Linked DNA regions of Sus scrofa: regions 2 and 3 are each linked to region 1. A link is a contact called in public HiChIP or PLAC-seq and promoter capture Hi-C data. All regions are on one chromosome and are shown on one strand. The core of a region is the stretch at or near the end of the contact, and the rest is flanking DNA. Distances in the headings are between cores, read along the strand shown.

Evidence for each region. Promoter capture Hi-C pulls out the DNA fragments that hold promoters and counts their contacts. HiChIP or PLAC-seq counts read pairs in DNA pulled down with a chosen protein or histone mark.
Region 2: an H3K27ac HiChIP or PLAC-seq map of skeletal muscle shows a contact between it and region 1, with 8 times the contacts expected there. The contact joins the promoter of NCOA4 here to the promoter of ZNF22 in region 1. A contact is called at or near these places in 1 of 5 promoter capture datasets (fetal liver), 1 of 47 Hi-C or Micro-C datasets (skeletal muscle) and 2 of 2 datasets of contacts at active chromatin or transcription factors (alveolar macrophages and skeletal muscle).
Region 3: a promoter capture Hi-C map of liver shows a contact between it and region 1, with 9 times the contacts expected there. The contact joins the promoter of LOC100522401 here to the promoter of ZNF22 in region 1. A contact is called at or near these places in 3 of 5 promoter capture datasets (fetal liver, fetal skeletal muscle and liver), 2 of 47 Hi-C or Micro-C datasets (heart right ventricle and liver) and 2 of 2 datasets of contacts at active chromatin or transcription factors (alveolar macrophages and skeletal muscle).

Annotation. Positions count from the first base shown.
Region 1 is chr14:91,095,332-91,098,760 of Sscrofa11.1, reverse strand. It overlaps ZNF22 (zinc finger protein 22), which reads left to right and starts at 1,873. Exons shown (of 2, transcript XM_003483520.4): 1 at 1,873-1,961.
Region 2 is chr14:90,529,684-90,533,112 of Sscrofa11.1, reverse strand. It overlaps NCOA4 (nuclear receptor coactivator 4), which reads left to right and starts at 1,942. Exons shown (of 10, transcript NM_001243122.1): 1 at 1,942-2,041. MSMB (microseminoprotein beta) reads left to right here. Exons shown (of 5, transcript NM_213852.1): 5 at 1-21.
Region 3 is chr14:90,580,777-90,584,205 of Sscrofa11.1, reverse strand. LOC100522401 (WASH complex subunit 2A) reads right to left here and starts at 1,807. Exons shown (of 33, transcript XM_003133111.6): 1 at 1,659-1,807; 2 at 1,448-1,570; 3 at 363-527. The coding sequence starts at 1,661.

The DNA.
Region 1 (3,429 bases), core at 624-3,123:
AATCCACCTTTATGGGAACATGAAGTTAGATTTAATTAGTGACTCTCTTACTAATAAAATAAATAAATTTTATAAACTAGTAAAATAAGTTTTTCTTATTACTTTAATGTACATAGAGTGAACAGTCCCAGCAGGTAATTTTTGTTTTAGAAACTCTTCCTAAACTGTCTTTGGCCATTCTCCCCTACACTCCCTCCTCCAGCCACCAGCATCAACCACTCGTAATAATAATTTAATAATAAAATAACAATGCCTCTTATTTATTATATGTTAGGCATTGTGTGAAGTGCCTGGCATTATCTATTTTAATTTTTACAACAGTCCAGCTATCATCTAGATTATTGAATTGACATGCCTTGTCTGGGCCTTAGTCAGTTTCAATGCTTTGCCATCTGCAGAGCAGAAAGCTCTAGCTGAGAGCTGAACCTCTAATCTAGTCCGACCTCTGCCATCAACTCTCTGTGTTACTTCAGGCAAGTTTCCCTCAGCCTCATTTTACTGTAAGGCAGATATGAAGGTCCTCCGTGCTTCATGAAACTCTAGTAAAGATGAATGACCAGAAAATAGATGTAAAAGCACTTCCTAAATAATGAGCATCTTACAAATTCATTCATTCAACAGATACTTGTGAGTGCCTGCTACCTTCTGAGCACTGATACAACAAGGAACAAGAGATGGCTTTGTGTACCCCTGTGAGGGCATGGGCTTTGCTCTAATAACATGGGAAGCCTTTGGAAGATTTTGAACAAAATGAATGACAAGATTTGACTTGAGTTTTAGGAGGATCACTCTGGGGCTGTGAGTAGACATAGAGAGACCAGTGAGAAAGCCAATGCAACAATCCAGACAGGTCATAACAGGAGCTTGGTGGAGGTTATAGCAGTGGAGATGCTGAAAGTGGCTCTATTCTGGATATATTTGGAAGACAGTACCAACAGAATTACAGATGGCTTGGATTTGGATTTGGGGTGAAAAGAGAAACAATGACATCAATATTTTTGACTTGAGTAACTGAAAAGATGGAGTCACCATCAACTGCTGGGTTGAAGACTGTTGAATGAACAGGTTAGGTGAATATCAGAAGTTCATCTGGGGCTTTGTTAGGTTTGGATGTTCATCACACATGCAAAAGACACCGAGTAATCAACTCGATATATAAGTCTAGAGTTCAACAGTATTTGCATCCCAAGGTTTGACTGGAGTTACCAGTTTGGGAGTCTTCAGCATATACAGATGGTATCTGAAGCCATTAGATTTGGAGTTCTGCAGGTGGAAGGAGGACACAGATCAGGTGAACTTGCACAGGTTGGTAGAGGTGGTTGGCTGTAACAGAACAGAATCAGGAGACATCATTACTAAAGAGAAACAAGGCAGTGTGTTGAAAATCATGAGACTCTGGAGCCAAAAAGACGGGTACAGATCTTTGGCCATCAACTTACATAGTGTGAACGTGAGGCGATTTCTACTCTAAGCCTTGGCCTCCCTAACTGTAAAATGAGTACTCTCGTTCCTATCTTGTAGGGGTTTTTTTGGTAAGAATTAAATAATTGGCTCATGAAAAATATCAGAAATAGTTTAGGCTCTCCAGAAGTACCTCTATGTAATTAATAAGTGCTCCACATTTGTCGAAAGAATGGAGCCTCGGGGTCAGACCGGCTGGTGTTGCCTTTCAAAACCTTGACCACACGGGCTGCCACTCCCCCACCCTGTGGGTCGCTCCTCCATCACAAAGGGAGAAGACCACAAGTCTTGCGGTCCTGAGGGCCACAGGACGCCTTCCGAGGGGAAAACAAAATGGCAAAAAGAAAAGGGTTTCTTTTTTCCGGTGGGCCAGGCACCATAGAGGGTCGATCCGCCAAGTTCCTAGAGCGACCGCGAGGCACAGACAAACGGCGCGCTCGCACTTCCGGTGGCGCGAGGGACGCCGGGCGGGCGAGCGAGGGCCGCGGACGGCAGGCGCGGTGAGTGGCCCTGGGGTGCGCGGGCAGGTGCTCCGAGGCACCAGAGGCGCAAGCTGGGCGCGGCAGGGCGGCGCTCACCCGCCAACGGTGTGGCGAGCGCGGCTTTGGCCTCCGCTCCCGGGATGCCGCAAGGGCTCCGCGCGGCCCGCGGGGCGGAGGGAGTGGGGCGGGCCCGGCCTTGGAGAGGCGGTAGTTGGAGGCCTTAACTGTAGCCCCGGCGATTGGCGGGAGGAGGACAGGCCCGGGCTCCTGGCCGTAGTCCTTACGCCATCCATCAGGCGCCTGTCAGGATTAAACTTTGAACAAACGCTTGGGTAGCACAAGGCTTTTGTGAGAGCCTTGCAGATATTGACTCACTTAAACTTACAACGCCCTGATAATGTAGGGGTTTTATGGTCATCCCCATTTTATGTACTAGAAAGCAAGCACATTGCAGTTAGGCGTGTTCGCTTGGCTAACAGCCCGTGTACTGATATTCACCGTAATACCCGCATCTACTATGGAATTACACTGAAGACCGGTCAGAGGGCTGGACTTCACGTTGGGAATTAAGACTGCAGGTCATTCTGCTGCTAAAAGTACAAGCTCTGGGCTCAAGCTGCTAGGGTGTGGGAACCTGGCCAGAGTATGCCTGCCTTTCCTTAGCAGTACAACGAAGATAATACCATAAACCTACTCCGTGAATTAAGTAAGATGGCATAGGGAATTCCCTGGTGGCTTAGCGATTACGGTTTCGGCTTTGTCACCGCTGTGGCTAGGTTTGATTCCTGGCCCAGGAACTTCCGCATGGCCGGGGCCAGGCCAGAAAAAAAAGATAATAGTGACTGGCACACAGCTATCTGTTAGTGTGATTTCCTCATCTGCAGTGTTCCAGATGTGTTAGTCTCTGAGTTTCCGACCGGAACTGATTTATATAGTATTTAAAAATCAATGTGTTTTTTTCAGTATGTACTTATCATTATAGCTGTTTTCGAATACCAATATCATGTACCTAACAGATATCTCTTTGTCATAGATGTCCTATAAATATTTACTAAAGTTAAGAAATGAGTACTGTTCTCTCTGTATTTTTGTGTAGTAGGCAGTTTGTTCTAATACCTGCCTTAATTACTGCAGATATAATTGTTAAATATCCAGTTAAAGTCTTAGCGCTGTCAGGCCTGGAGTCTCAATTTTACAGTAAGGTGAAGGAAAGGCAATAACAGTGATGTAATTTTTGTTTTCAATTATTTGCTTTATAAGCTTGTATGCAGAGACCCTGGGTAATTATTCCCATTTTACAGTCTACTTTCTGGCACAAAATGTGGAAAGTAATTCCAATAATTGTATTACCTTTGCAGTCCTAGGTTCTCCTACATTGTCACCTGTTTGGAGTTTGTGTTTGTTTTGTTTATGGCCATTATTTTAAATAACCTTATGTTAGTAAATGAAATTAATTATTTGAAATTTTAAATTTTTTGCAGCATTT
Region 2 (3,429 bases), core at 693-3,192, 570 kb after region 1:
ATTCTTGAGCAAACACTTGAATATGTCTGTACTTTTAATTTATAAATTATGTATGCATTTATATAACACACCTTTAAAGCATGCAAACATTTTAAAGGAGACAAAAATAAATGTGAATGAAAGATATAACATCTTCCCTCCACGCCAGTAGATCACTGAGCATCCCCTACTCAGAGGGCTGCTGTTACTTCTCTCGCTTCTGATATATCTTCACTCTGATGCCCCAGCATCCCATTATTTGGTGAACAATTCAAAAAAATGGGTCTTTGAGATGAAATCAGATCCTTTATTTTCTTTGAGGTTTTCTTTTTTACCCTTCCTTTTTGTTCTTCAGAGAGTGTCCTCCTTGCTGTGTCCCTCATATACATCTGTGTTTGCCTGAGGTTAGAGCAGGACAACCTGGAAGAAGTGCCTCCAAGAGCACATACAGCCCAATGGGGTGTTAAAAAGCCAGGGATCTTGCCTTGTGGATGGGAAACGGCTTGCAGGCAGAGCTCTGTAATGGTTTTTAAAATTTAGGGAGTTAAAACAGTGACAACGCTGATCATCTCGTGCTCTTTCTGTGTTAGAGAACGTTTGTTCACTGAAGAGGTCTTTACTAAGTGCCTGGCAGTGCTTTGGGCCTGGGGATACAGTACTGAACCAGAGAGACCAGGTCTCTGCTCTCCTGAAGCTTAGAGTTGTGTGTGTGTGTGTATGTGACAGATCACAAACAAGCAAACAGTTCTCTGTTGGACAATCTGTGGGCAATCGGTAAAGAGATTTTACTTCCCCTCTGCCCGATAACCCTACCTATGCAAACATGCTATGTGGGCTAGTTGAACAATCTAGGCATATCCTGGATTTTGGTCACCCTAAGATAATAAAAATGCACCTTTGGCGTTTCCGTCATGGCTCAGTGGTAACAAACCTGACTATTGTCCATGAGGTTCGATTCCTGGCCTCGCTCAGTGGGTTAAGGATCCATTGTGGCCATGAGCTGTGGTGTGGGTCGCAGATGCGGCTCAGATCCTGCGTTGCTGTGGCTGTGATGTAGGCCCGCAGCTGCAGCTCTGATTCAACCCTTAGCCTGGGAACTTCCACATGCCACAAGTGTGGTCCTAGAAAGCAAAAAAAAAAAAAAAAAAAAAAAAGTCGCCTTGTTCCAGAATCTGCATTTGAATTGAAGAAGGAATGAGGAACAGGAGCTTTAAAAGTATGCTATGCCTATGACTGCCCTTTTAGCGTGTGCATCTAAACCTATGTTTCCTATTGCTTTTTGCTGAGAGAGCCTTGCCCGCTGATGTTCTTGGGTGAGAGGCTGCACTTTTATGATCATCTCCTTCACAAATCCTACTCAGATGGTCTTTCACCTTGCTGGGTAGCACTTAGTTAGTAATGGGAACCTCTGTCAAAACTGGGACAGAAAGGTTCTTATTTTAATATCTGGTCACTACATATATATAACCATTTTAACCATTTTTACGTATACAGTTGAGTGGTACTAAGTACATTCGAATTGCTGTGTGACTATCCATACCCAGAACTTCCCATCATCCCAAGCTAAAAGTCTGTACCCATTAAACAATAATTCCTCTTCCCCAAGCCTGTGGCAACTACTATTTTGTCTCTATAACTATGACTATTCTAAGTACCTCATATAAACGGAATCATCTATTTGTCCTTTTGTTTCTGACATTTACTTCTGCATATGTACGTTAAGGCTAAAAAAATATCTACATCGTGAGGACATTTGGTGTGAGAGAATCACTCAGGATAGTCCTCCTAACAGCTTGCCTTCACAAACGTTTCTCTCCTTTAATCTTATTCTTTGGGGCCCAGGAAAATGTATGCGCCTACCCCCTGCGCCCTGTGGAGGGCAGGCAAGGACCTTGGGCAGACCCTAGTAGAGATCTCGCGAGACTGTCAAATTTGTGATAAGAGACTTGAGAAGAAGGTTGTGTTCTCGCGAGAACTCTGCCTTTCAGACCTTGGCTCGTGTTGGGCCGCGTCTCAGTCCGCCAAGGTCTCCTCGGATCGCCGGGAGCCGCGCTCAGAGGTGGTAAGAACCGGAGGGGGGCCCCGGGGCGAGCTTGCCTCCTACCGCTCTCACGTGGCGGGTCGGTTTGGGGAGCCATGACTGCTTGTTGGACCAGCCCGGCCCTGTCTGGGCCTACCTTTAAAGGCTGGCCTCTCCTTAGACCCGCCCGACCCGGGGGCCACGTCTTCTTGCCTGCCCGCCGGCCAGGGCCTGTTCTCTCCCCGGCCCTCGCCTCTCTTGGCCCGAGGACCACTTCTTTCTCCCTTCCCGGCCCCGGCCTGTCCTCCGCCTCTTCGGCCTTAGACAAGCTGGCCTGGGGACCACCTCCCCCTGCTTGTCCGCCCGCCTTCCCCCCCGCGCCCCGGGTGTGACAGCTTCAGGTTTTTGCTCGCTCTCGCCTGGGTCTTTTGGAGAGGGGAGAGGCCCATTTTCCAGAACATAGCCTGTTGGGTGGGAGCTCAAAGAAGATAATATTTTTTTCGGCCCTCTACCTGCCAACACAGTGTTTTACTGTAAGGTGAATGTAATTCGCCCAACAATACCAAGAGGTAGCTTGATTACCTCCTTTTTATAGCTGAGAAGAGCGAGGCTTGCCAGTTCCACCAACAGTCACTTATAGTGTGCCTATATGTTCAGGATGTTGAGGATATGGCAATGAAAAAAGAGTGGGCACAGACCTTATTCTCATGGAAATAAATTCTTGTAGCAGAAACAATATTCATAAATAGTCTTAAGTGCCACATGATACAACATGGGATGATGCGATCAAGAATGGCCAAAGGCAGAGAGCTGCAGGCTATTTGACCCACAAAGGCAGAGCTTTTTTCGCCTTTTTGTGTTTTTTTTTTTTTTTCCTAATCAGGGTAAGGTTCCCCATCGCGTAACTGTTTCCACCGCCCACCTGATAATACGGACATATGGTTGTAGGGACTGTTGAGCCTTACTGGGTTAGGATGGGGCAGGAAATCATAATTGGTTCATTTCTGCAAAAATGTCTTGGTGTGACATTTCTGAACTTTAAAAAACCTCGGAGCCTTTGAGGAAGACTCACCCAAATGGAGGTGAGGGTGTGGTGCATGTGCCTTCAGGCAAGTTACTTGGTTGCTCTTTCAAAGTTTGCTAGCTTGCAGATTTGTTAAGTAGGTATGATGATATATGTAAAGGCTAGCACAGTAACATTTCTTACATTTTATTTCTCCTTCCCCTTTCTCTATGGAACTTTTGTGAAAATGATCTAAAGTTTTATGATACTGTATTTTGTGTCTAAATAAACTTCTACAGTTACATTACAGGTATTTCAAAAGTGGAGAAGTATGGTAAGCTATGTAGGGAAAGGAAGATGTGATTCTCAAAGAGGGAGAAGAGTTCTTATTTTAGAATTACATAAGGCTCCCTGCCTCACCCCCATT
Region 3 (3,429 bases), core at 558-3,057, 510 kb after region 1:
TATAACTTATCAATATTGGATACAATCAATAATACACTGGTGCCCAGAGGATCAGACCAGTTGTACAGCTCCGTACAGAGTATGCTCAATAACAAGGTTTGTTGGAGTGTCATGCAATTCTGCACAACACCGACTACTCCAAAACCAAAAACCGATGGAAACACTGGAATATGAGGAAATTTTATCATTAGGTTTTTTCAAAGGCTTAAAAAAATTTACTAATAAAAAAGGGGGTGAGGCATTAATTATAAAGAACCACTACTTCCACCAAAATTTAGTAGAGAACCTAATAATAGATCATGGAGTATTACAATGGCTCTTGCTCCTCCTAAAAGTAGTATTTATTTATAAATCTGACTCACGTTCTCAATGAACTGGGTATTAGACAGCATAAGGAAGTCATTGAAGACATTATGCAGGCGACAATCTGTGGCTTTAGTTTCCCGAATTAGTCCATCCACTTGTTTCTTGATTTCATGGGTCCTAGAGATAGTCTGCTGTGAGAATTCCTGTAGAAACTGTAGCAGCTATTTAAAAAATAAACATACAGTAGTATCAATATTATACACATCTATTCTGCATATCAAAACAGGAAAGAACCCATTTCCTTTTGTGTGTGTGTGTTGGAATGTAAAAGGGATTCTGCTTTTGACAGCTTTATGACCAAGTAGCATCAAAAAACATTAAGAAAGTTCATCAGCCTTGAGCTGTGGTGTAGATCGCAGACGTGTCTCAGATCTGTCAGGGCTGTGGATGTGGAGTACCTAGGCCAGCAGCTACAGCTCGGATTCCACCCCAAGCCTGGGAACCTCCATATGCCGCGGGTGTGGCCCTTAAAAAAAAAAAAAAAAAAAAAGAAAGTTCATCAAAACAGCGGCAACGAGTCAACGGATACTTGCCATCTCATTTTGGGAGGAATTTTTAAGTCCTGTTTGGTTGTCATTCTACAGGGATTGCAAACGAAAGCCAAAACAACAAACCACTACTTTTATCCAAAAATCCTACTTCAAATGGGACTTTGGAATGACCATTTTCAGTTTACTGGGTGGGCCCTTAGCTAAAAAGTCTCACTCAAGGATATCCATATACTAGTTTTTCTACTGCCCCACTCAGTCCAGGTCCCAACATGGAATTGACGAAGTAATGCCATTGTAAGCCTGCGGAGCGGCGGAAGCCGATTTCCCAGCTCAGGATGGAGTTGGTTGCCGGTCTGGAAAACCCCAACGAGGAAAACAGCCGGGTGTCCAGGCCGCTGTCTGCTTGGGAGCGCTCAGAGGGCTAAGGACAACCGGCCCACCACCGCCCAAGTGCCTGGGGATTGCCGCCGGGGAGTTTTTGAGGGCAAGAAGAGATGTGTTAAGTCGATGTTTATGGGGAGTCCCATCCTCCCTCCCGCATCACCCCGGATGAGTCGCCCTCCCCTCCCGTCCCTGGGCCCGCCTCTCACGCCCGCGTCGGCCGCCAGCGACCAGCTTTGGCTGCTTCTGCGGATCTCTTCCACCGACCAGGGCCGCTCCCACACGGGCTCCGACGCCGGCGCCCGCTCCTGGTCGGGGGTGGTCTGGTTCATCTGCAGCGGGAAGGACGAGAAGAGGCGCTGAGCTCCGGGAGGGCAGAGGGGGCCGGGGCCCAACCCTCACCCAACCTGCCACTCTCACCATCCTCGCCGCGCAGCCTCACGGGCTCCAAGGGCCCGCAGGACGCACCCGCTGAGCCTGGAAGGTCTCTGGAAGCCGAACTTCTCAGTGGTGCCTCAGGCACGTGACTGTAGATCACATGACCCCGGCGCCGGTGACCTGCCCCTCATGTGACCGGCAGTGGATGGCTGCCGGACTGCCGGAAGGAAGGTGCAGAAGCCGGCTGGGGACACTAGACCTCTTCTAAGAGGCCTGTGGCCACATGGATGGACCTAGAAGTTATCATACTAAGTGAAGTAAGTCAGAAAGACACCTATCATATATCACTTAGATGTGATATATATATGACATAAATGAGCCTATCTATGAAACAGACTCACGTTCACAGAGAATTTGTGATTGCGGAGGGGGGTCCGGAAGGGATGGCTGGGGAGTTAGGGATTAGCAGATGGTGACTAATGTACGGAATGTGTAAAAAACAAACTTCTATTGTATAGCCCAGGGAACTATATTGAATATCCTGTGATAAACTTTAATAGAAAAAGAATATGAAAAAATGTGTGTATAACTGAATCACCGTTATACAGCAGAATTTGAAACATTGTAAAGCAAATATACTTGAATAAAGTAAATTTTTAAAAATCTATTTCACTAAAAGAAAAAAAGCCTGCAGCCGGGCTATGGTGGCGGGAGTTGGAGAAAGGAAGGGTGCAGACGCCAGGGGGAGCTGAAGGGGTGCGTCCGACGGGTTGCATTTTAAGCTAGAGGGCAGTTGGCAGGGTGTGATCAGCCCGGAAACGCCTGGCAGCGAGGTATGTTTAGAGAGAAGGGCCAAAGGGAGAACCAGCCTAGGAGTTTTAAACGTTCCAGGCGGTGGGCAGAGGAAGAGCTCGCTGCTGCATCTCTTCCTTGCTGCATCTCTGCTGCCTGTCGCGGGGTCAGCGCACAGGCGCCCAGATTTACTGGATGGTGACTGTTTAAAATCCTTTACTCGCTAGCCAGTGCCCTCAGATTCAAGTTCAAACTCCTCATATAACAGGCAAAAGCCCTTTAATATCTGATTCCTGCCTACGAATCCTTCTTCAACGTGCCCAGCTTCCCCACCAGCGTTCTGCGACCCCTCACACTTCCTTGAAGTTCCCTCTGCGGAGTCCCTCTTCCTCCAGACCAACTTACTTTTTAAAATGAAGATCCCTATTTCTTTCCATTCTTTTTCGGTTTTGTTTTTTTGTTTTTCTTTTTTGGCCACTCCACAGCATGTGGAGTTTCTAGGCCAGGGATCAGATCGAGTCGCAGTTGCGACCTAAGCGCAGCTCTGGCCACCTGGGATCCTTTGGCCATCCTGGGATCCTCTGGGGCGGGGTGTCAAACCTATGTCCCAGGGCTTCCACGACGCCCATGCCACAGTCGGAACTCCATTTCTTTCCATTCTTATGTGCCCATGGGCAAGTTATTTTAATCCTTATGAGTTTTCCTCCTCAGTAAAAGGAAGTTACATGTTTTGCAGGAACTGTGGTAACATTTGTAAACAGCACAATGCCTACCATACTGTGAGCATTAAACATAGATTTTACCACTTCCTCAGTGGCCTCTGTTTATCAAACTCTTGAGCTTTCCATTGTTTTTGCCTCTGTCTCTCTAGTGAAGACTTCCCTAATTCCCAAGGATAATTTTAAATGCCCCCCTCAGTTATTTTCTAAGGGTTCACACAAATATTCACCGTAGACTATCATAAGTGTATTGTAATTTACTTATCTATCCTTTTTAATAATAATGTCTAACATTTATGAAG